7 separate regions of the Mus musculus genome follow, and regions 2, 3, 4, 5, 6 and 7 are each linked to region 1. A link is a contact called in public promoter capture Hi-C data. All regions are on one chromosome and are shown on one strand. Each heading gives the region's core, a stretch centred on a gene start, on an enhancer-like site or on the middle of the called end of the contact. The rest is flanking DNA. Distances are from core to core; before and after follow the strand shown. Region 1 holds the start of Parp8 (poly (ADP-ribose) polymerase family, member 8). Region 2 holds the start of Zfp131 (zinc finger protein 131). Region 3 holds the start of Hmgcs1 (3-hydroxy-3-methylglutaryl-Coenzyme A synthase 1). Region 4 holds the start of Fst (follistatin). Region 5 holds the start of 3110070M22Rik (RIKEN cDNA 3110070M22 gene). Region 6 holds the start of 4833420G17Rik (RIKEN cDNA 4833420G17 gene). Region 7 holds the start of Nnt (nicotinamide nucleotide transhydrogenase).

Region 1 (3,030 bases), core at 318-2,817:
AGGTTAAGGATCACTGTGTCCAAGGCCAGGCTCAAAGGAGAGCTTTAACCCTGCAAAGCCCCACCTAACTGCTGTGGGATGTATGCTGTCTTCTGCCGTCACTAAAGGCTGTCGGAAACTGAGGATTACAAGAGGAAAAGCGTGAGAATACAGATGATGTTAAAAGGCTGGATATATACCATAAGCCTCCAGCCTGAGTGTTTCCAGCAGTCAGTCTCTGCCTTGAAAAGGGTTTGAAATTCTAATACTCTTCTGGGCGTGTCTGTTCAGCCCCTAGGCTCCAGGGTACTGACTCAGGCTTGCCAGCACAGGAAAAGCTTCCCCTACTCACTATTCCTATCGGGAAGATTAAAAGGTTCCGGACAACATGATTGATAACACCTCCTATATTCCAGACACTGCTTGGTCTTAGAATGCAAAACAATATACCTATGGTCTGCCTGGGGGACACTTCTCAGAAACGATGCTAAAGAAAAGAGCTTGGTGGAGCGGGTTCAGGTTCCTTGCGGCAGAAAAGGTGGACCAACCATCATAAGCTTAAAGCAGGGCAATAGAGAGCGGACAGTATGGTTTTCCTTGTTGCGCAAGGTATTAGGGCTGGAGAAACTTTCCCTTGCCTCAGCCCACAGAAGGCTGAGGTTTTGAATAAGACCCAAGCCAGGTATCCCTGACTTAGGGAGTCCCCTCAGGCCAATTTCTTATGAACAGAGCTGGAAAGGAAGAACAAGAGTCTTTGGAGTCTAGAAAGGGCTTCATTTTCAAAAGAGCTTCTCAAACCTGGGACAAACAAACAAACAAACAAACCACCCTGAGAAGCAAAAGCAAAGCAAAACAATAAAAGAACCCCCATCACCTCACCACCAAAAAAGAAGGCAATAAGGAAATGGGAGAGTCCTCCTAGAGTGATCTCCAGCCTTTCTCCCTTTGCCTGATGTGATTACAAGGAAAGACTTGTTCACTTTATTTTTAATTCGTAAAGATTTTTTTTTCTTTTCCCCCTCTTTCTTCCTCCCAGCCACTCCGGCTTGGGTTTCCATATGACTCATAATTCCTTCTGAAAGTGGAGTCGAATTCATAAAAGTGGTGGAAAGAGGAGGGGTGGTGGTGGTGGTGCGGGAGAGGCTGGGAGCTCCAGGGAGTCTTCACTACCTACACTGTCACTCAGCTCCCGGCTCGAGTGGCAGTCGGGGGTGGGGAAATCCAGCCTGCGCGGATGGCGGATACTATTAAAGCCCCAGCGGCGCGCAGCCGGGCCCGGTGACCCGCGGCGGGTGCGGGAGGGTCTGCGGCTGGCGGGCGGCGCTGCAGCAGCCTGGGCACGGCCGCCGCCCGCGGGCGCGAGTGTGCGCGGGTGTGGGAAGGCCGGCGTGCGGGCCGCGAGGGGTGTGCGCGCGTGAGTCGGAGCGGGGCTCGCCCCTCTCCGGCGCCTGCCGCTCCACAGCTGCCGATCGCTCTCCAGCGGTCCCCGGCCCCCTTCGGGCCCCTCGTTTTCCTACGGCCGTCAGTCCGGGCGGGGGTGGGGGGGGAGGGAGAAAGTGAGACTCCGTGTCATCACCATCCATTGTCAGAACAGGAGGAAATTGGAATCCAGCAGCGGCGAGCAGCAGCTGGGCGGTCACATCTGGGAATGCAAAGCCGACCTCCTCCTCCTCCTCCTCCTCCACCTCCTCCTCCTCTCTCACCCGGGATCACTTCCGAAACCACTTCGCCTTCAGCCCCTGCCTCGGCCAGAGGTTTCATTTTTAACTGAATATTTACGAAAGCTGGAAGCGTGCGAGGGGGGTGGGGTGGAGTGGAAATAGCGGCTGCTTCTTTTCCAGGGATTTATTTAATGGGGATGTGTTCAAGGCAAGAGAGAATTCAGAAGGATATCGACGTCGTGATCCAGAAGTCAAGAGCCGAGAAAGACTGCCTGTTTGCAGGTGAGTTCTTGCCTCTCGGATCCTGGGACCAGGAGTCAGCCTCCCCTCTGTCTACCCCCATTGCCCAGATTTCTGACCGCGACGCGTGTAGCTTGGGAGTGTGGGGCGGCAAGTCCCCATTCCGGGTGCATTTGGAAATAGCTGCAGCGGCGTGAGCTGAAACCCAAAGAGGAGGGGGGCACGAGCCACCCCCCTCCCCCCCAAAAAACCCCACCAGGCCAGGGCAGTCTCCGGCTCCTGGGGCAGGACCCGCGCGATCAGAGTGCAGGGGCCGGGCGCTGGGTTCCAGCCATTGGCGGTGCCCAGAGCATCCGAGCTTTGCCTCCCGGCTTCGGCAGCCGTGGCCGAGCGGGGCGGGCTAGAGCCCGGCGGCTTTGCGCCATCGGCCGAGCGGCGGCGGCCGGGAAGGGACCGGCTGCGCTGCGCTGCGCTGCGCTGCTCCCGCCAGGCGCCGAGGCCCCGGGAGAAGGCAGCGCTGGGCCGAGCTCCCGCCCCCTCCGCTGCACCCGCTCCTCGGCGAGCGCGCAGGACACCGCCCCGGGGAAGGGATGGATGGATTCCCGGGGTTCCCGAGCTACGCAGGCCCAACCTGGGGGTCGCTTTGCGTCCATCTTTGCTCCCCGTCCTCCCACCCCCCCATCCAAGGCCGAGGGCAGTTCGGGCTTCGCAGCCCGAAGCCTGCCAGGGGCTGCTTCCGGCTGCTTGGCTGGGAATTTCCCGCTGTTGCCATGGCACCCGGCACTTGTTGCGGGGGGCGGCCTCCCGCTGCACCCCACGGGGTGCTCCGCATCCCCTCCTGCACCACCCTGCTGGCGGCCCCTAGCTCTCCAGCCTTTGCTTCCCTCCCCATCGGGCCTCCTAGGCTCACACAAAAGTGTAGGTTCAAGACAGAATTGGGGTTAAAAACAACACATGGGGTGGCTTATAACACGACTTTCCGTTTCAGATTTCAGATACTCAGACTCCACCTTTACTTTCACCTACGTTGGCGGCCCCAAAAGGTATTTATGTGTATAGAGTTGCTTCATTTCCTGTTCACACGCTTGTGTTTCCTTTGTTCCTGGTGTCTTCCGTGTTTGGGTATTTTTTTGCTTGTTTGTTTAATCTT
Region 2 (3,030 bases), core at 235-2,734, 2.8 Mb before region 1:
CAAGGCGCTAATCCGTCACTCTCGAAGATTCTTCATAAATTATCCACACACTTTAATGCTTTAGCGCTTTCCCCTAAAGAGGTTCATATAGCTAAATACTTCGTTGACATCATCGTGTCTACTTAGTTGCCCCCTCATAATGATTATCTCCATTCTCTTCCTGCTGGACTTTAAGGATTCCACTCCTAAAATGTTAAAAAGATCGGATATCTTGGACCCTTAAGGCTGTCGCGTGCCTGTCCCAGCAAAAGGAACACTGTGACCTTCAAGGCTGCATGTGCTGTGTTATGTCTGGCTCCAACTCACACCGCTTTGTTGGACTCTCCAGATTACCTTGTTCGTAATACCGACCTGCTGTTCAGACCTGAACCTCCGCTCAGACTAAAGTCTGAATGTAGAAAGCGCGTGTTCTCGCCCAATTCCGCGCCCCCCCCCCCCCGTTTCTTAAAACAATTACAATTAAAACAATTACAATGGCATTGCCTCAAAAACTTTTGAAGTGAATACATCCACTCTCGCACAGGACTGGACTTTCCATTAGTCTTTATTGTCCAACTCATTGAGATTACCGATCAGTACCCATTAACTATCAGAGCATTGCCCTCAGACGAGCCTTTCTTGGGATGAATGAGTGAGCCGGCCACGTGCAACTGAGTGGCAGTCCCCAGCCACTTTAGGGGCGGGTGCGGAGAGCTGGGATGAAGGAATCACAACTGGATCTCTGCAGGCTGACCGGGTTGGTGAGTCTGCAGGCACGTGCTGCCACCGCCGGGCAGACATCGGGGACAGAGAGAGAAATAGAGATCCCCGGCGCCGGAGCCTGCTCGTCCCCGCGGCCGCCGAGCCCAGGGCGCAAGTGCGTCGGCGGGACCCCTAGCTGATCGTCCGAGCGTCCCTGCCGCGGAGGTGAAGATGGAGAGCGAGGAGCTGCCTGGGTACCCGAGCAGCTGCGCCACGGGACTAGAGAGCGTGGAAAGAAAGGCACGAGGCCCCGGCGCCAGCTAGGTAAGGGTAAGGGCCCACCTCCGCTCCGGAAAGGGGGCGGGGCGGGGCGGGGCCGCGGGATATAAGCGTCCCGGGCCGCCGAGCCGGTATTCCACCGGGAGTTCGCGATCGGAAGTGCAGCTACGGGCCCGGTGGGGGCGGGCTGGCTGCCGGAGCGCAGCGTCGCCAGGGCCTCAGCCTTCCCGGTGCTCAGACTGCCTTGCTCTACTGGGAGAAGCCGCAGCAGAGCCCACGGAAGCCTTCGAAGCGCCGCGCGGGGAGCCCCGAATCCCCCCCGGGGGGGCTCCCTCCCCCCTCCCCTCCTTACTGGGCCCCAGGGGCGTGGCCAGGCTTCGCAGGGATTGGCGCTCCGGGTGCGTCCGCGTCCGGCGTGGTGACGCAGCACGTCGACGTAAGTGACGCGCAGGCCCCGGGCCGCTCCTCCTTCCCTGAGTGAGTGCCGGCCGGGTCGGGGCGGGGGGGGGGGGGGGGTAGAGGAGGGAGAGGCGCCGGAGGGAGAGGCGACCCGGGGAGTCGTTGTGGGCCGCGGGCCGGACCGGGGCCGGGGCCGCCGCAGCCTGGGCCGGGCGGAAGGCTCGGCGGGCCGTTGGGAGGCCGCCGAGGCTGTTCGGGGTCCTCCCCGGCCGGACTTGCGCTCCCGGGCGTCCCTGAGCCTCCCGGCACTGTGCCCACCCCGCTCCAGCTCGCGTCTCCAGGCTCCGATTAGGTCAGGCTCGGAGTTCCGCGGCCGCGGCTCCGGCCCGCGACGCGCGGCGGCCGCTCGGCTGGCTCGCCTTTCTTCTTCCCCAGCCTTGCTCTCGGCCTCCCCCTCCCCCTTCTCTCCCCCTCCACCCGGCACCTGGGTTTTGGTTTGGTTTCTTGTTGTAGGGGTTTTGTGTCAGCCCGAGCTCATGGGTGTACATTATCATGCTCCTCTTTTGTAGAGCACCCCGACGGCCATGGAGGCTGAAGAGACGATGGAATGCCTTCAGGAGTTTCCTGAACATCATAAAATGATCTTGGACCGATTGAATGAACAACGGGAGCAGGACCGGTTTACGGACATCACCCTGATTGTCGACGGTGGGTCGGGGTAGTGGGCAGAGGAGGAAAAATGGGGAGCTTCAGTTCTCTCTCGCTGCCCGCCTTTTTGTACCCACCCTCTCCGGGCTCTCTTCCAAAGTCGGTGGAGGGTTTGCATCAGACCCGGGAGGGCGCCTGTCAGTGCTGCTCACGTAGACCATGCCGCAGAAAGCTGGTTGGCTAGTCTGGATTTTAATCTCCTAGTCTGATATGCATCATCACATTTTAACTTCTTGCTGCATGCTCAAGTTTTATAATTGCACACTCGTTAGATAGGTGCCCGGAGGAGAGAGAGAAGATACCTCAAAACGTTTGGTCAGACAAGGAGGCAACAAGGAGGCGGTCTCAGTGTTTTTTGTTAATAAGCCCGTTCTTAGCAAGCTGCTTTGAGGAGTCCAGCACAAGAATCATTTGGGAAGTTTTCATTCTAGTTTTCCAAAATGGTGTGGAAAGGAAAGTGGATGAGAAACCACCTACACTCATTGGGGCTACACTCATACCCACTGTGAGTGACTAAAAAATAAATTGGGAATCTGCTAGTCGTGCTTGTATAGGCAAATCCAGATTAGGGTTCCTTTTAGTGAACATTGGCTTTCTAGACAAGATGTTCCTTATAATGAAAGTTTGTAGGTGTGTTGTGCCTACAGCTATATTAGGCATATTGAAAAATTTCCTGTACCAAACACACTGGCTTTGTACTCCCCCACCCCTTTCTAAATGATACGTGAACTTTTGCACTGTCATATTTAGAACTTTTATTTCATTTTATTTTCTGTGTACGAGTGTTTTGCCTGCACACGTATATATGTGCACCACTTCCATGACAGGTGTTCGAGGAGGTCAGAAGAGTGTGTCAAGTCCCTTGGAACTGGAATTGCAGACAGTTGTGTGCTGCCTTGTGGGTGCTGGGAATTGAACCCGGCTTCCCTGGGAGAACAGCTGATGCTCTTAACCACCAAACCA
Region 3 (3,030 bases), core at 239-2,738, 2.7 Mb before region 1:
GCTAATTTAGGAGAGCTACATCCACAAAAAGACAGCCTCTCTTTCTTTTCACGAGACAGGCTATGCTTACTCTCCATCTCCATGCAAAACTAACTGAAACTTTAAAAGTCTGACCAAAGAACATGCACTGTTGAGAAGGCTCAACCTGCAGAGAGTCACTTGCAGATATCTGTGGAGGACTTTCAGCCTTGTCTCCAGTCTGATGGAATCTGCACAATAAAAATTTAAACCACAGCATGGAAGGAAAAAAAAAAATCTGTAACTATGAGTAGTCTGGTTTGTTAATGTTTGGCATGCCCTTGCTTCTCAAGATTCAACCCTAAAATACAGCAAAGGTTAGCAGCCATCGCACCAGCAGGAGGGAGGTTGCAGTAGAGGTGGGTAGAGAAAACAGGCAGAGATGGCCTGAGGCCAAGGCCACAGGGGCAAGCTTGGCAAGAAGGACAACCTCCTGCCACCTACTCCCCAATTCCCTCCTCCAGAATGTTGCCAAGCAATTCTTTCCCTACCACTGGTCAAAGAAGGTCATGTTTCCAAAGACTTCCATACACCTTGCTTTGAAACTTCCATGACTTAAACCAAAGTCTGTGTGCCGGTTGGGCCATCACATCTTTATAACACTTAAGGCTGGCTGTTATTAACAGTAGTAGACGAGAACATCTTAGCAGAAAGGGAGGGGGAGGGGAAAAGTGAGAGGGAGGGGAGAGAAAGGGGGGAGGTGCCGAGCTCACTAATCTTTGCTTTTCAGCAAGCCACGTACCAAAGGGGTCCAGGCCATCAATCCTTGGCTAGGTCTAAATCACAATTGTGATTTCTTGCACCCGAATTGGGGAGAAGTAACACTGCCCACTTTCCCTCATCAATGCTGTAAGTGGAGGCAGGACACACCCCCTGCCAACCTACAACCCTCCCTCTGAGCCTGAGCTTCCCCATCCCTTTGGGGTCCACCATTAACCCGAGGGTCGCTCTGACACCCCAGCTCCCTTCTGATCCCCTGCCGACGCCTCCACTTCGGTGGTCACAGGCACCTCTAAGGCGACTCCGGCTTCTGACTATGTCATCAGAACACGGAGCCCTCAACGCCCTCTGCCTTCTCTGCGCGTCCCGCCGGCGCACAGTGGAGTCCGGGTCCCCTCCGGAGTCCCCAAGCCCTCAAGCTCCCACACAAGCTCGCTCCCAGCGCCCCATCCTCCGGGACCCGGCTCACGCCTTAGCCCAGACCAGAGCGCAGAGCCTTCCGGCCTGGTCAAGGACACCGCCTCCTCCCCGCACACGCCGCCCGCGGCCTCGGCCTTTGGCTGGCCGGCCCCGCGCGGGACACTCACCCAAAGGGGATCAGACCCTGGAAGAAGAACGAGCAAAGCAAGGAGACCGCAGACTGTGCCTCCCGCCCTCCGCAGCTTTATAGCCACCGACCCACCCGACTCGGGCAGCGCCGGGAGGGGACAGAGGGCGGGACAGCGGCTACCTCTGCCAATCCCGGGACTCAGAGTCGCTCGGGAGCGCCCGCCCCCCGATCCGCTTTCAGCCAATGAGAGGCGGGGACTCGCTAGGGTTTTCCCTCGCTGCCGGAAGGGCGGGGTAAGGGGTGGGAACAAAGTCCGAGGACCTGGGAAGTGGGGTGAGACGGTGACGTAGGGTGGCCCGAGAACAAGCCTGCCAATGGCGGGACGGCGAGAGACGGCGAGAGCCAACGGGAGCGGAGTGAGAGGTTCTCCGACCAATTGAAGGTCAGTGAGAGGAGATAGAGACCAATGGCGACTCGGCGTCCCACTCCTGGGGAGAGATGGTCAAGGGTGGGAGGTGAGTTGGTCCCCCGCTTGGGAGGCTGTCAGGTTGCCTAGCAACCACAGCTCGGCTTCACCTGTAAAATATTTGAAATACTTGATTTGAATTCAGTCGTGACTCTTTTCTAAGTTTCCAGAGCAGCAAATTGCATCTGCATCACAAGTTTTAGCATAATGCTTCACCCAGAATTTCTAAATTTGTAAGTATTCTTAAGTGTCCAATTTAAACTACCTTGGCTTTTATAGAAACTGCGACTGAGACAATAAGTAAACCTAAAAAACGATATTTTAGGATATAGGAGTGAATAAGAATGATGCAGGGCTTGTCTGAGAAGGAAGGTTTATACAAATCAGTGTTTGTTGTTGTTTTGGTTTTCGTTTTTTGTTTGTTTGTTTTTTTTAATTTATTATTTTGGCACTTGGTCCAAACAGAAACTGTACTGCTTAGCTTTGTTGAGGTTGAATGACTGAGGTTCAGAACTGTATTACTAACTCTTCGTCCTTTTTTTAATCATTAAATACATTTTTTTAAAAAAAACTTTTATTGGATATTTTCTTTATTTACATTTCAAATGTTATCCCCTTTCCTGGTTTCCCCTCCGAAAAACACCCTCCCACTATCACCTCCCCTCTCCCCCTGCTCACAAACCCATCCACTCCTGCTTCCTGGCCCTGGCATTCCCACACTGGAGCATAGAGCTTCCATAGGACAAAGGGCCTCTTCTCCCACTGATGTCCGACTAGGCCATCCTCTGCTGCATATGCAGCTGGAGCCATGAGTCCCACCATGTGTGCTCTTTGGTTGGTGGCTTAGTCCCTGGGAGCTCTGGGGGTACTGGTTAGTTCATATAGTTGTTCCTCCTATGAGGCTGCAAACCCCTTCAACTCCTTGGGTCCTTTTTCTGGTTCCTTCATTGGGGACCCTATGCTCAGTCCAGTGGATGGCTGTGAGCACCCACTAAGGTATATTTGTCAGGCACAATTCTTCTTATGTTAATTCCATTACCCCTCCAAGAACTGTGGATAAGGGCTATTGATAATTCATTGTTTCTTAGCACTACTGCTGTGTGAAGTTTATTGTACACTACAGATGCTAACTTGCTAAGCAAAACAGGCCTTGCCCCAAAGGGAATGAGAGGTGTCATTGTATTTGTTTGGTCTTATCTGAGCTAAATATGGGTAACCATGGCTGGAAACATGAGTATGTGTTTCCCCGAAAGATGTGTTCCACTACAAAAGAAGC
Region 4 (3,030 bases), core at 386-2,885, 2.6 Mb after region 1:
AATCTGGCAAGATTAAGAAGGATGTGAAGCCCCAGAGCCGTCTAAAGTGAGCAAAAAGCCGGCTCTCCCGGGTCACCCACTCCCCTCCCCGCCGCTCCGTCCTCATGACTGTAATTATAAAGCGAAAAGCGGCGGCGAGGTCACCCGTTTTTACCAGCCTGCTGCACCGAATGCGCGCGGTGCAGGTGCGGCGGCCGCGGGGCTTTGTGATTCATGCCCACTTTCAAAGGGGGGCTTGGGCCCGTCTGAGAGGCACCCAAACAACTGTCTTCTAATATTAGCACGGCTGTATTTCGGGATCTATTATAGTCTGTCCAGACAGATCCCATTGTAATGGGACCTTTTATTAAAAGATTAGCACTATCTCCTGCAGTTGGTGGAAAAAAATCTGTTATCACTGAGTTATTTGCAGTTGTGGAGGGGGTAGGAGGAGGGTGATGGAAGATGGGGGTGGGAGGATGAGAGGAGGACCGGGGGGGGGGGGCGCTAGGGCTGGGGCTAGAGAAGAAGGGCGAATTTGAAATCCGTAAGAGCAAATCCCAATGACCTGGGAATGTCCAAGAATTTTGTCTGTTTTGTTCGCTGTTTGTTGTCGTTCGGGCTTCAGAAGCGAAAAGAATAGAAATTTAAAAGGCAGCTTTGAAATAAACAATATAGCCTTTTCCGTGAAGTAATCGTTTTATATAAAAGGAAATATCGCCTCCTCAGTTTCATTCAGCCGTGCCAGAAAATGTTATAAATGAGAAGACCCGCCAACTTTCGGCGAAGAATGCCAGGCATTGCACTCAATAAACTGAGGCTGCAGAAGTTCATTATCATGGTGCAATCTTTTTTTTAAATAAGAGAGAGAGAGAGAGAGAGAGAGAGGAGTCGGGACAGAAACTGGGGCGTCTCGGAGCGGGGGAGGAGGGGGGCAGACCGCCTACGTCGGCGCCCCCGCTCGGGGCTGCGACTCCAGACGCGACGAAGTGAAAGGGGAGAAAAGAAAGGGAGAGGGCGAGACTGCCGGGGGCGGCCGGCTCCGAGGTGTTAAACATTTTTGTTTGCTTCTGACTTGTGGAGCCCGAGGGCCGCGTCTCCGCAGCGCTCGGCCCGGGTGGAAGGTGCCCGGGGGTCGGGGTTCTTAGCAACCTACTCCAGGCTGGGGGGGGAGGGGGCGCGGGAGGGAGTGGGAGGCGGGGGAGCTGGCAGGGTGGCCGCAAAGTAAGACACGTAAGAGACCTCGGGACACAAAACGTCTCCGGGACCCCGCGCCAAGGCTCTGCAGGGAGGCTCCTGAAACTGCTCCCCCGGGCATTGAAGCAGCTCAGGGATCCTGCGGCGGGTTGCAGAAGTCTCATCCCGGAGCCCTGGAGCAGAGGTGCTGGGGACCCATTCCCGGGGTCCTCCGGGGTCCCCGCGCTCCGCCGGCCGCCTCCTCCAGCGCCCTCACTCACACGCGCACACGCACACACGCGCGCACACACACACTCGCACGCCACCCCGGGCGCGCCGGCTCCGAGCGGCGGCGTGCAGGACTGAAGTGGATGTTCCTCCCCACCCCCGACGCGTCGCCCCCAGCCCCCGCCCCTGCCTCCTTCCCCCCTCCCCTCCCGCTCCTACGCAAATAAGAACTCGGCGATTCCCCTCCTGCCGCTTTGATTTCGGGCACCTCCGACAGATAATTGGGAAGGGTTTCCAGAAGGTGGGAAATGTCACCTGATTCACACTGAACTTTTAAAAGCTCCCCACCCCCAAAGAGCCGGCACACCCTCGGTCGCGGCCGCCCTCCCACAGCCCCACACACTGGGAGACCGCCCACCGCAAACCTCGGAGACCCCCGTCTAGATTTAAAGCGCGGCTGCGCCCGGCTTCTGACGTCCATTGAATCGCGCGGGCGGCCGGTGGCGAGCGCGGGGCTGCGCCGGGATCGCTGCGCCCTCCGCCGCTCGCCTCTGCGACGCGCGCCGCTCGCCCGAGCCACCCGCCGCCGCGCTCCTCGCCCCGCGCCTGCCCCAGGATGGTCTGCGCCAGGCACCAGCCCGGCGGGCTCTGCCTCCTGCTGCTGCTACTCTGCCAGTTCATGGAGGACCGCAGCGCCCAGGGTGAGTGGAAGGGATGCGCCCAGAGGCTCGGCTGGGGCAGGGGTTCTACTTTTCTGCTGTCTCCACTTGGTCTGTTCTGACCTACGCTGCTCTCGGAAGATGTTGGAACCACCCGGCTACTCCTGTAGAACGGAACGGGAGGGAAAGACTGAAGGCAGTGACACTTTAGGATAGAGAGCGGAGTTTAGAGCCAGGTTACCCTCAAAAAGGAAAGGGCTTGAGTGGAGGAGCTGGAGCCTCAGTAGTTAGGGGTAGATGCTCCAAGTTCTGGTCCTAATGACTTTAGATGTTATCTCCCCTGGCTGGCTCGGGAGAAGGGCGAGCATCCGTAGCCTGGAGATTACAGTCGACCTACTAGCAATCTATCCATCTTCCTTCCATATCTTTTGGAGACTCTTTAAAAAAAAAATGACGGGGTGGGGGATGGGAGATACCGAATTTTCTTGGGTGGCCGGGGGACGTGGTTTCAGAAACTTTGCCCAAACTTGGAAATGTGGGTACTGAAATTTTTAGAGGGAGGTAGTTTTACGCTTAGCGGATGCTCCTTCTGCCTCTTTCCCCCAAGCCCCGCGAAAAAGAAGAAAGACAAACCAAATTATTAGCCCGAAGTGTTTTAAGTACTTTACAGTTTTCTCCACTTTGCCTCATTCCTGTTAACTTCTGTGAACCAAGCAGCCCACAAGCTATTTAGACTCCGACCTGGATTAAAGAGCAAATTTCTGAAGTTTATCTTCTAAAATTAAAAATGAATTGATTTTATTACAATTAGTCTCCAGGCTGGATTTCTTTTTTAAAAATAGTGGTAACCCCGCAGCTTCACGACAATTACTCTCGAGTCACTTTGGTGATTCATGAGACGTCTGCTTGCCCAAAGTCCGAACACATTAAATAGGGACAGAGAAAGAAACTATTTGTAAAGAGGTTCTTGGGAGACATAAGGTAGGTA
Region 5 (3,030 bases), core at 292-2,791, 2.5 Mb before region 1:
TCTGAGCTGAGTTCTAATCTGCCACAGCCTACTGAAATCAATAATCGGTCCACTTGTCAAACGCTTCAGTGCTGTGCCACATCTGAGCTTTAACATTTTTATTGTGTTTTTGGATGTTTGCCTGCATCTTGTGGTGCTTGTAGAGGTCAGAAGAGAGGACGGGACAGGAGTCACAGTCTTGTGAGCTGCCATGTGGGTGCTCGGAACTAAACCCGGGTCCCTGCACGAGCAGCCGGTCCCTCGTGTGGACAAACAGCCCACAGGTCTTCACGCTGATCTCTACTTTTCTGGATGTCTGACACTTTCACTTAGAAACGTTTTAAACAGAACCTAATGGCTCCTCGGCAGTTCAGTGGTTGTTTGCACGGTGTGTGTGTGTGTGTGTGTGTGTGTGTGTGTGTGTGAGTGTGTGTGTGTGTGTGTATGTGTGTGTGTGTGTGTGTGTGTGTGTATGTGTGTGTGTGTGTATGTGTGTGTGTGTGTGTGTATGTGTGTGTGTGTGTGTGTGTATGTGTGTGTGTGTGTATGTGTGTGTGTGTGTGTGTGTGTGTGTGTGTGTGTATGTGTGTGTGTGTGTGTGTATGTGTGTGTGTGTGTGTGTGTGTGTGTGTGTGTGTGGCATTTGGGAGTACAGAGTGCTGGATTCAGGTCTGTTGTCCCAGCACTCAGGGAACAATCACGAGCTCCGATAACATTCCCAGATCAACAGGAAGAGCACAAAGAGACCATGTCTCAAAAAGTGAACCATCAAGCAACATTATCACAACACACAAAAACACCCCCTGACCCAAACTGCCTTCATCCGGCTTTACAAACCGGTCCTCACACTATGGTTGCCGTGTCAGTCAACGCGTTTAAGTCGGGAGCCAAACTATCAAACGCAGATGTCGGATCTGGTGCTGATAATCAATACAAGGAGCAGACGCAAACCTCTTTTCACGTCAGCGTGACTCTGAGGCCATCCGGTCTCTCTCCGCGTGTGAAAGAGCGCCCGTGACGGCGACAGATACAATGGACAGTGAAGCGTTTCCACGTGTTTCTGTTCTGAGCCGACTCCTCCACGCGTGCTGTTCTGAGGTCCGTGGGATCGAGTAAGTTTTAGATTAAAAAGAATGGATTTCTACGATGTCGACTGTTAAACTGCACAGGAGGCCTCAGCTCTCCACCCGCCCACCGGCTCCCCGCTTCGCTTCGGGTTGGAAAAAGCGCAGAGCCGAGAAGAGCGGCGTCGACGGGGTCGGAGGGCGAGAGAGGGAGGGCAGGGGAGGGAGGGAGGGAGGGAGGGAGGGAGGGAGGGAGGGAGGGAGGGAGGGGTGAGGCTCTGAGAGGTTTCGAGTCCACCCTGAGCCCGCAGCCCCGGCCCGGGACTCGATCCTCCGCCTCGCCCGGCTCCGGCTCCCTCTGGACGCAGCGCGGTCCGGCCGTCCCTCCCCGCCCGGCGAGCCGCGGCTCGGCTCCACCCGGCGCGCCTCGCGGTAGGCGGGCGGACGACGGCGCCCCGCCCCTCGGCCGCACCATAGAGACGCGCGCGCCGCCGGCCAGAGCGGCCGAGTCCTCCGGGTCCCCGCGGACGCCGGGATGCGGGTCGCTCGCTGGATGAGCCTGAGCCGGTGGCCGCCCTGAGCTCTGCACGCCCTCAGAGCCCTCAGAGCCGGACGGAAACGTGGAAAACGTCCCGTCGGTGTCTGTGCTCATCGAGTCACCCCGCTCACCACGATGCTCACCTGTGGCGGCCGGGATGGAGAAGCCCCTCGCCGGCTGCAGGGCACACCGTGGGTCGGGGGCTCGACGGCTCAGACGTTCCTAACGTCCTGCAGTGGACGCCACAGGGCAGACGATGCAGGATCGCGCGACCTGTCAGACCAGACGCACCGCAGCGCTTCACCGCCCCCTTGGGGATTTCTCAAGGCTTTGCTACTCACCGGCGGGGGCGACACGGGCGATGGGAGGCGGCTGATCTCAGGACATCGAGGGCAAAGCAAGAAGGCTCAGCGGTTAAGAACACTGACTGCTCTTCATACAATGCATCCTGAATCCTTGTGTTGGGCTCGGCTACAGAATCGCTTCAGATGAACTATTCCAGCAGAGGGCCACAGTCATCCCCCTGCCTCACACAGTCACACAGCCACATCCCCCTGCCCCACACTCAATCAGCATCATCCCCCTGTGTCAGCGGGGGGATGTTAAGAACACTGACTGCTCTTCATACAATGCATCCTGAATCCTTGTGTTGGGCTCGGCTACAGAATCGCTTCAGATGAACTATTCCAGCAGAGGGCCACAGTCATCCCCCTGCGTCAGAAAATCACTCACAGAATCGCTTCAGATGAACTATTCCAGCAGAGGAGCTCCTTTACTGAAGGGCACTGACCAAGTGGAAATATGCTGGACACATAGTGATATATCTCAACTAGGAGAGGCTAACTTTAGTGAGGTAGTTGGGACGATCATAGATGGACTGGCCCAAGTTCAAGGCTGGATCATGACAAGAACTGTTGTGGACCAACCCTCAAGGGGAGGAAGACTCTTCAGGGGGGTTTAAACACCCCCCACCCTCCTGAGACCCGGCTTTCCTGCTTCCGGAGTTCCTGCTCTGGTTTTGGGGGGTCTTTTTCTCTGAGCCTCTGCCTCATGTGTTTCCTCACCCCCAGTAAACACTTTTCTTCAACTGCCGGGTCTGTCTGTGGCATGAGATTGCTCTGCTGCCCTTTGTGGGCTTCAGAGTTCCTGCGTATGAACAGAGAAAAACAAACCGGATCTGGACACCTAGCCTATATCATTTAGGTTGCAACAGGGTTGCTTTGGTCACTTTTCTTTTTTGATATACAGCTTTGCTTTTTATAGTTTGGATAGGGGAGGAAATGATGCCTCTTTTTTTTTTTTTTTTTTTTGGTTTTTCGAGACAGGGTTTTTCTGTGTAGCCCTGACTGTCCTCGAACTCAGAAATTCGTCTGCCTCTGCCTCCCAAGTGCTGGGATTAAAGGTGTGCACCACCACGCCCGGCTGACCCCTCTTTTTAAGAGGAGCCAG
Region 6 (3,030 bases), core at 229-2,728, 2.4 Mb before region 1:
GCACTCCCACCAAAAGCAGATTTCTGCAGCATCCCCTAAATCCATTCTTTAGCTGGAGCCCATTAATCCTAGTTATTTGCACACAGAATTAGATCAATAGTCCTACACTACAGCCTGCAGAGGCCACACAGGCTAGCCCACCACTTTCTCCAAATGTCACTTCCTAATTCCCTTGTTCTGATCATTTTAATCACACTGGCTTTGTAGAGATTGCTCTTGAAAGAAGGTGTTTCTCATCTCAGGAACTTTGCCCTGCTCTCTCTGTCTAGCTTGTCGTCTCCTTGCTTATCATATCACAAACTCTTCATCAGAACTCACATCTCAACACAAATACCACTTGCACCAAGGCCCAACTTTATCACCTAAGCTAAACTACTCCATCCATAATTGCTATCCTAACATATCTTTTGTCCTCATAGACTTTATCAGTACCTCCCACCAGGATAGAAACTCAGACAAAACAGATCTCTCCTGTCTTATTTACAAATGTATCACTGGGACCTCAAATAGTACTAGGCAAAGAAAGCTGTTGGACAAATAAACTTTCATCAAATACAGAAAGAATAAATATTTAAATTCTTCCCCTTGAGTTCACGATATGCGTTGATGACACCACTGTCATCACGATGCTTTCTGCCTGTAACTAGCTTTCTATTGCTTTTTAAAATCTCGCTTGAATTTGGCCCTTTATCTCCTTTTGTTGGAAGCTGAACTCTTATTTACTACAACTATCTTTCTCCCATTTCGTCTGTCTTCAGTGCATCTCTATATTGCCGTCACGGGTTAACTTCCCACAGGTAAGACCACAGTAACTGCTTTACGTCACTTGTTTAAATCCTTGCAACGCCAATAAGCAAACACCGTGATTACAGACGAAGAGACGTATGTGCACACACGCATAGCTCTACCTGGTATTTTAAGAGCAAATTGGTGCTTTGCATCGTTTTATTCACGTTTGCACTCTCACCATTCAACACGTTAGGTCTGGGGGATAACGAACCGAAAACCCTCCTCTGCATGTTGAAGGCTCGTTTTTTTTTTCAAAACAAACCCGGGGAAAGAGAAGGGGGCGGGAAAACACCCTCAGCAAGACCACCGCCAAACTTGCAACACTCACCGGCGGCTGTGGGCTGCGAAGTTGTTCTGCACCTGGAAGGGAGGGCAACCTCGGCCTCCGACCGACCTCTATTTTGCTCAAGTGGCACGAACTGTGCTGTTTGCGTAGCGCTTCTCCACGGTTCCTTCCGTAATGTATTAACTACCGAGAAGCATTTCTTGAGGAAGAAAAATAATCACATCTACGGAAAAACACGGATACAAGAAGTGTTTCGGTTGAAACACCGGTCCAGTCCTCTGGGGCAGCATCGGCGACGCGAGGAACAAAACACAAACAAACAAAACACAAACAAACAAAACACAAAGCGAGGCAGCAGTTGGAGCCTCCCGCACCGAGAGGAAGGGGCGGTCTCCGGAAAAGCGAAGCCGGAAGTCCCGCCTCTTCCATTGCAAAGAGCAGTTCCGGAAAAGACCGGTTTTCCGGGTTGGACTCTGGTCTCCACGTATCGGGTGCTCAGTGTCGGCACGGAAGCGCCGAGTTTCCGTGGGGATTAGGGTTATAGACCAGTTTTACCAGGCGACACTGTCACAGGATAGGTGTTAGCGGAGCTTTAAAATTCTTTAAAAGTAATCGAAGACAAAGACCACTTGTTTTAAGAGGTGCCAGAAAATGTCTTCTAATTCTTAATCTATTGCCATTAGACATGCGTACGACGTCAGCAAAATACGCTGCGGATTAGCCCAATTCACTGGGGTCAGGATGGGGATTGGAGAATGACTGGGGGGACAAAATATTCTATTAGTTATGAGTGTTCCTAAACTAAAAAACACAGCGATCTATGAGAGAATAGAGTCTGAGAAAATACTTCCACTAAAATCTGAGGTTTGAGTTTTTTTGGGTTTTGTTTTGTTTAGTTTGTTTTTGAAACAGGGTCTGTGTAAACCTGGCTGTCTTGGAACTCGCTCTGTAGACCCAGCTGACCTCGAACTCAGAGATCTGTCTGCCTCTACCTCCCTAGTGCTGGGATTAAAGATGTGCTTCACCATCTTCCTGGCTTTGCCCTGCCTAAAAATAGTATTGCATCCAGATTATAGACTGTCCACAAGACACTCTTGGTAGTAAAGCAGACCTCTTTGTGCTGCCTATTGCCCTCAGTATGAGGGTGAGCTCAGAGCAAGGGGGGGGGGGCAGATCTCTCCACAAGGACATTATCCATATGGCCAGAGCTCCAAATCTGGAGTTTTAAATAGGTACTTGCTAAGTACAAGCAAAGGTCAAGGCTCTGTTACAACTCCAAGCAGTCCAAGGGAAAGATGATGTCTCTTTAAGGGGTTGAAGCATGATCAGGGAGGAAGGAGGCCTGAGGTAGTATGGCCAGGTCATTATGGATGGAGCCAGACTCGAAGAAATTTGCTGATTCTAAATTTAAAAATCTCCAGGCAACTTTTTCTTAAAAAACAAACTAACAAAAAAGCTTTATTAGGAATATTTGTTTAGTGCAAGAGCTTTAAGCAAAGCTATCAGTAAGGGATTGGGAAAACAGGATCTAACTCTTCAATTAGCCATCACTTGAAAATATACTGATACAAAGAATGATCTTAAGTAAAGACATCCTTGGACAGATAACAGTCTTCCTTCCTTCCTTTCTTTTTTCTTTTCTTTTCCTTCCTTCCTTCCTTCCTTTCTTTCTCTTTCTTTCTTTTTTTGAGACAGGGTTTCTCTGTGTAGCCCTGGTTGTCCTGGAACTCACTTTGTAGACCAGGCTGGCCTCGAACTCAGAAATCCGCCTGCCTCTGCCTCCCGAGTGCTGGGGCTAAAGGCATGCGCCACCACCGCCCAACCACAGTCTTATTTCTTAATGACCTGTGACAGTATGTACTGTACATTGTGTAGCTGTTTTCTACCCCCACCCTTTCCCCATCTAATGTTTGAGAACCCGAATGGAATTTCTGCTACACGGGATTTCATGTTTT
Region 7 (3,030 bases), core at 389-2,888, 2.4 Mb before region 1:
CTGATCTATACACAATAGCTAGAAAGCAGAATCAGTCCAGATGTACATCGACTAATGAATGGATAATGAAAATGTGGTATATGTACAGAATGTCATTTTATCCAGCTATTAAGGAAAATGAAATTATGAAACTTGCAGCTAAATGGGTGAAACTGGAAATATTATAAAGAGCAAGGTAACTTCAGTTCATTAGTTTTGTGTATTTGGAGTACGTCAGGAAACCAGAAAAGGGCCAGTGGGGTGGAGAGTTCCCTTAAGGAAGGAGGGATGGTAGAACACTGTGTAAAAATGATTGTGGAACAGTTCCATTAGAGAGGTAGGAGGCAGAGGAAGGAGCAGGACAGGGGAATGCTACTCAAAATGAGGGGAGGGGGAGTAACAAAAACAACACTAAGAAAGAAAGCATTGGAAAACATAGAGTATGAAGGCAGATGCCCTTCAAGGCTAGACTTGCTGATTGTAGAAAAGCCTTGCACGTGAACTCCGAACTACTTACCACACAGTCCGCAGCACAAAAGAGTTTAAAATGGTTAAGGACTTGCCTCATTGTACCTGCAGTATTACTATCTGTTGACTTACGATTATTATTTTAAAACACCGGGCCGAGTCCTTTCCTGCCTTCCAGTTCTTCTGCCACCGGAAGAGTTTACTCCAGATTGCTGTGCGGAGTCCAGTAGCCCAATGACCCTTTCTGCTGTATAAAACACAAGGCATTCTCTAAATAAGGGGTTCTCTGTGGTTCACTTATTTTTAAAAGATACTGAATGTCTGTTTTTTTTTTTTTTCTTCTGCCTGTTAAAATATTTCAGTTAAATTAAAAGCAAGGGGCTGGTGAGATGGCTCAGTGGGTAAGAGCACCCGACTGCTCTCCCGAAGGTCAGGAGTTCAAATCCCAGCAACCACATGGTGGCTCACAACCATCTGTAACAAGATCTGACGCCCTCTTCTGGAGTGTCTGAAGACAGCTACAGTGTACTTACATATAATAAATAAATAAATCTTAAAAAAAAAATTAAAAGCAAGCAAGCAAGCAAACAAACAATCTTACACTGACGTTTCCTTTAGACTCAGCGCTGGGTAAGTTTAATCAGTGTACCTGCAGAGCAAGTAACAGAATCTAATCACTAACCAATAACTAGGTCGTTATGTTTTGATTTCCTTAATCAGGAACCTTAACAGGGACGTCAACTACAATTACATTCTAGACACTGCCTATGTTAATAGTAGCGCAGGGTTTCCTCTTGGCTGGCCTCGCTGTTGAAGCCAAATATGCACATGTGTGTGTTCATTTTCAGGCCTTGACTTCGTTTGTGAGGAATTTAACCCCACCCCCGTCCAGAATGGAAAAACAACGCCCCCATTCCCGCCCTCGGCTTCCTCCCGCCTAAGTCTTCTCCAGTTACAGAAGTTCGGATTTTTTTTTTTTTTTTTTCCTAGAGAGTTAGAGGAAAAGTCCGGCCCAAGAGTGGAGTTATAGTATCCGTTTATTTGCTCTGCTGGGAGACCGGTGAGGAAATCACACTTTGTAACTTAGTCTCCTGGGGGGAAAGAAGAGGTACGAATTCCTAAAAACTTGAGTTGCAGTGCTTGGCATCGGGTTTGATTGACAGAGGCCGATTGAGCAAGAGCAAGGGGGCGGGGCTGCGGGCCTGGGGCCCTGGCAGAGACAAAGGGGCTTCAGCGGCCACCCGGAGGGGACCAGCTGCTGCGCTGTAAGCGTGCATCTGGTGGAGTCTTTTTCTCCTTTGCAGACTGGCGATCGGGCCAAGCGGGTTTGGCAGGAGGCTCGGGGAGGGGGAGAAGGGGTGCCGAAAGGGGGCGCGGGTCCGGGTCTAGGCAGCCCTGTGTCACGTGGTCGCCGCCGCCGCCTCAAAGTTGGGGCTGTTCTTCCGGGTTGGAGGCACAACGCCGCGGGCCAACCCCGGGTCTGCTAGCTCGGCGTGGCGTTTGCTCGCAGCCCGGGGTCGCCATCTGTCCCGCCTGCCGGTCCAGGTGAGCCAACCAGCCCTGCAGCGCCTAGGGGCTGCTGGAAAAGGCGGGCAGCCAGCGCAGATCCCCGGTCCCTCGGCGAAGGGGACCCGAGAGAGAGCAGCAGGGGGGCGGGGTCGGCTGTGTCTAGCAAGTGGGGCGCAGAGGCTCCTGCAGGAGACTGACGGAGAAGGAATGCGGTATATGCCTCGGGGCTCCTTTTGTGTGTGCGTTCTATTGGGGTGACATGGAAAGGAGTGAGAGGGTAGAGGTGGGAACGGAGTCCCGGCAGAAGACAAAGTAAGCAAGTGACAGCTGTGCAGGTGCAGATCTTGGATCCTGGGGTGGGGGTGGGGTGGGGGCAAGGGCTGCAAAAGTTGTACGTAGTCATTTTGGCCCTTAGAGGGACTGGAAGAGAGGTCGTAGAGGACTTTCGATGAATGGTTTACCTAGAAGAATGACAGCTGGGCGCTCCTAAGTTGTACTTGAACTTTGAGAGTGTTCAGGCGGGGTGTCCAGTTAGGTGTATAGGAAAAGATGTGACTGTAGGTCCGGGCTGACTGGTGGTAGTTTCTGAATACTGAGAAAAAGGGGTTTGGATTGGTAAGTCACGGTGGGCTCTATTAGAGGTCAGGGTGTAGTTCTGGCCAGAGCTGGTTCAAACTTGAGAGGCACAATAACTACTATGTAGCCAGAGCCAATGGGCTTCCACAGGAGGTTATAAATAGCGGTCCAGCTGCACGTGCCAGAGGGTGGCAGTTTAGTTGCTGAGGGAGGGGCAGCACCTGTGACAGGAGCCATGGCTGCAGTGGCTTTGGGAGAGGTCACGCTGCCTGCCAGGATAGGGTATTGTGTCCTTGTTGGTATGCCTAGCTTTTAAAAGCATGACTTTGTTTATGCTTGCAGGTGCCCTTTATTTGTCCTACGGTAGTGTGCAGTCCTTAGAAAACTTTGGAGGCATGGGGCTTGCTTGCCCACTGAACCCCCTTTTTTGGGCAAATCTTGGTTATTTTTCCTTTCTTACTTTATTATTCTTATTATACTTTTTTATTTCGAGACGAG

The links. Promoter capture Hi-C pulls out the DNA fragments that hold promoters and counts their contacts. Capture Hi-C pulls out chosen DNA fragments and counts their contacts.
Region 2: a contact with region 1 is called in a promoter capture Hi-C map of liver, with 5 times the contacts expected there. The contact joins the promoter of Zfp131 here to the promoter of Parp8 in region 1. A contact is called at or near these places in 3 of 39 promoter capture datasets (the C10 cell line, hippocampal neurons and pre-B cells) and 1 of 9 other capture datasets (liver).
Region 3: a contact with region 1 is called in a promoter capture Hi-C map of pre-B cells, with 2.3 times the contacts expected there. The contact joins the promoter of Hmgcs1 here to the promoter of Parp8 in region 1.
Region 4: a contact with region 1 is called in a promoter capture Hi-C map of embryonic stem cells, with 6 read pairs. The contact joins the promoter of Fst here to the promoter of Parp8 in region 1. A contact is called at or near these places in 1 of 39 promoter capture datasets (embryonic stem cells) and 2 of 484 Hi-C or Micro-C datasets (both in embryonic stem cells).
Region 5: a promoter capture Hi-C map of pre-B cells shows a contact between it and region 1. The contact joins the promoter of 3110070M22Rik here to the promoter of Parp8 in region 1. A contact is called at or near these places in 1 of 39 promoter capture datasets (pre-B cells) and 3 of 115 datasets of contacts at active chromatin or transcription factors (acute myeloid leukemia, large pre-B cells and pro-B cells).
Region 6: a promoter capture Hi-C map of pre-B cells shows a contact between it and region 1. The contact joins the promoter of 4833420G17Rik here to the promoter of Parp8 in region 1. A contact is called at or near these places in 2 of 39 promoter capture datasets (hippocampal neurons and pre-B cells).
Region 7: a promoter capture Hi-C map of pre-B cells shows a contact between it and region 1. The contact joins the promoter of Nnt here to the promoter of Parp8 in region 1. A contact is called at or near these places in 4 of 39 promoter capture datasets (the C10 cell line, cranial neural crest, hippocampal neurons and 1 more), 2 of 484 Hi-C or Micro-C datasets (B cells and LSK cells) and 2 of 115 datasets of contacts at active chromatin or transcription factors (large pre-B cells and thymic regulatory T cells).

Annotation. Positions count from the first base shown.
Region 1 is chr13:117,024,068-117,027,097 of GRCm38.p6, reverse strand. Parp8 (poly (ADP-ribose) polymerase family, member 8) reads left to right here and starts at 1,567. Exons shown (of 27, transcript NM_001081009.2): 1 at 1,567-1,733; 2 at 1,821-1,922; 3 at 2,869-2,923. The coding sequence starts at 1,832.
Region 2 is chr13:119,789,186-119,792,215 of GRCm38.p6, reverse strand. Zfp131 (zinc finger protein 131) reads left to right here and starts at 1,484. Exons shown (of 8, transcript NM_001302548.1): 1 at 1,484-1,711; 2 at 1,929-2,067. The coding sequence starts at 1,944. It overlaps Gm46390, which reads right to left and starts at 1,945. Exons shown (of 2, transcript XM_017315657.1): 1 at 1,934-1,945; 2 at 527-1,843. The coding sequence starts at 1,945. The coding sequence ends at 674.
Region 3 is chr13:119,688,809-119,691,838 of GRCm38.p6, reverse strand. It overlaps Hmgcs1 (3-hydroxy-3-methylglutaryl-Coenzyme A synthase 1), which reads right to left and starts at 1,488. Exons shown (of 10, transcript NM_001291439.1): 1 at 1,326-1,488.
Region 4 is chr13:114,457,556-114,460,585 of GRCm38.p6, reverse strand. Fst (follistatin) reads left to right here and starts at 1,635. Exons shown (of 6, transcript NM_001301373.1): 1 at 1,635-2,084. The coding sequence starts at 2,000. The region is part of intron 1 of Gm41074 (a long non-coding RNA gene); the gene reads right to left.
Region 5 is chr13:119,486,895-119,489,924 of GRCm38.p6, reverse strand. It overlaps 3110070M22Rik (RIKEN cDNA 3110070M22 gene), which reads left to right and starts at 1,541. Exons shown (of 1, transcript NR_027974.1): 1 at 1,541-2,668. It overlaps Tmem267 (transmembrane protein 267), which reads right to left and starts at 1,452. Exons shown (of 3, transcript NM_001177666.2): 1 at 931-1,452.
Region 6 is chr13:119,461,207-119,464,236 of GRCm38.p6, reverse strand. It overlaps 4833420G17Rik (RIKEN cDNA 4833420G17 gene), which reads right to left and starts at 1,478. Exons shown (of 13, transcript NM_001113550.1): 1 at 1,118-1,478.
Region 7 is chr13:119,407,865-119,410,894 of GRCm38.p6, reverse strand. It overlaps Nnt (nicotinamide nucleotide transhydrogenase), which reads left to right and starts at 1,638. Exons shown (of 17, transcript NM_001308506.1): 1 at 1,638-1,992.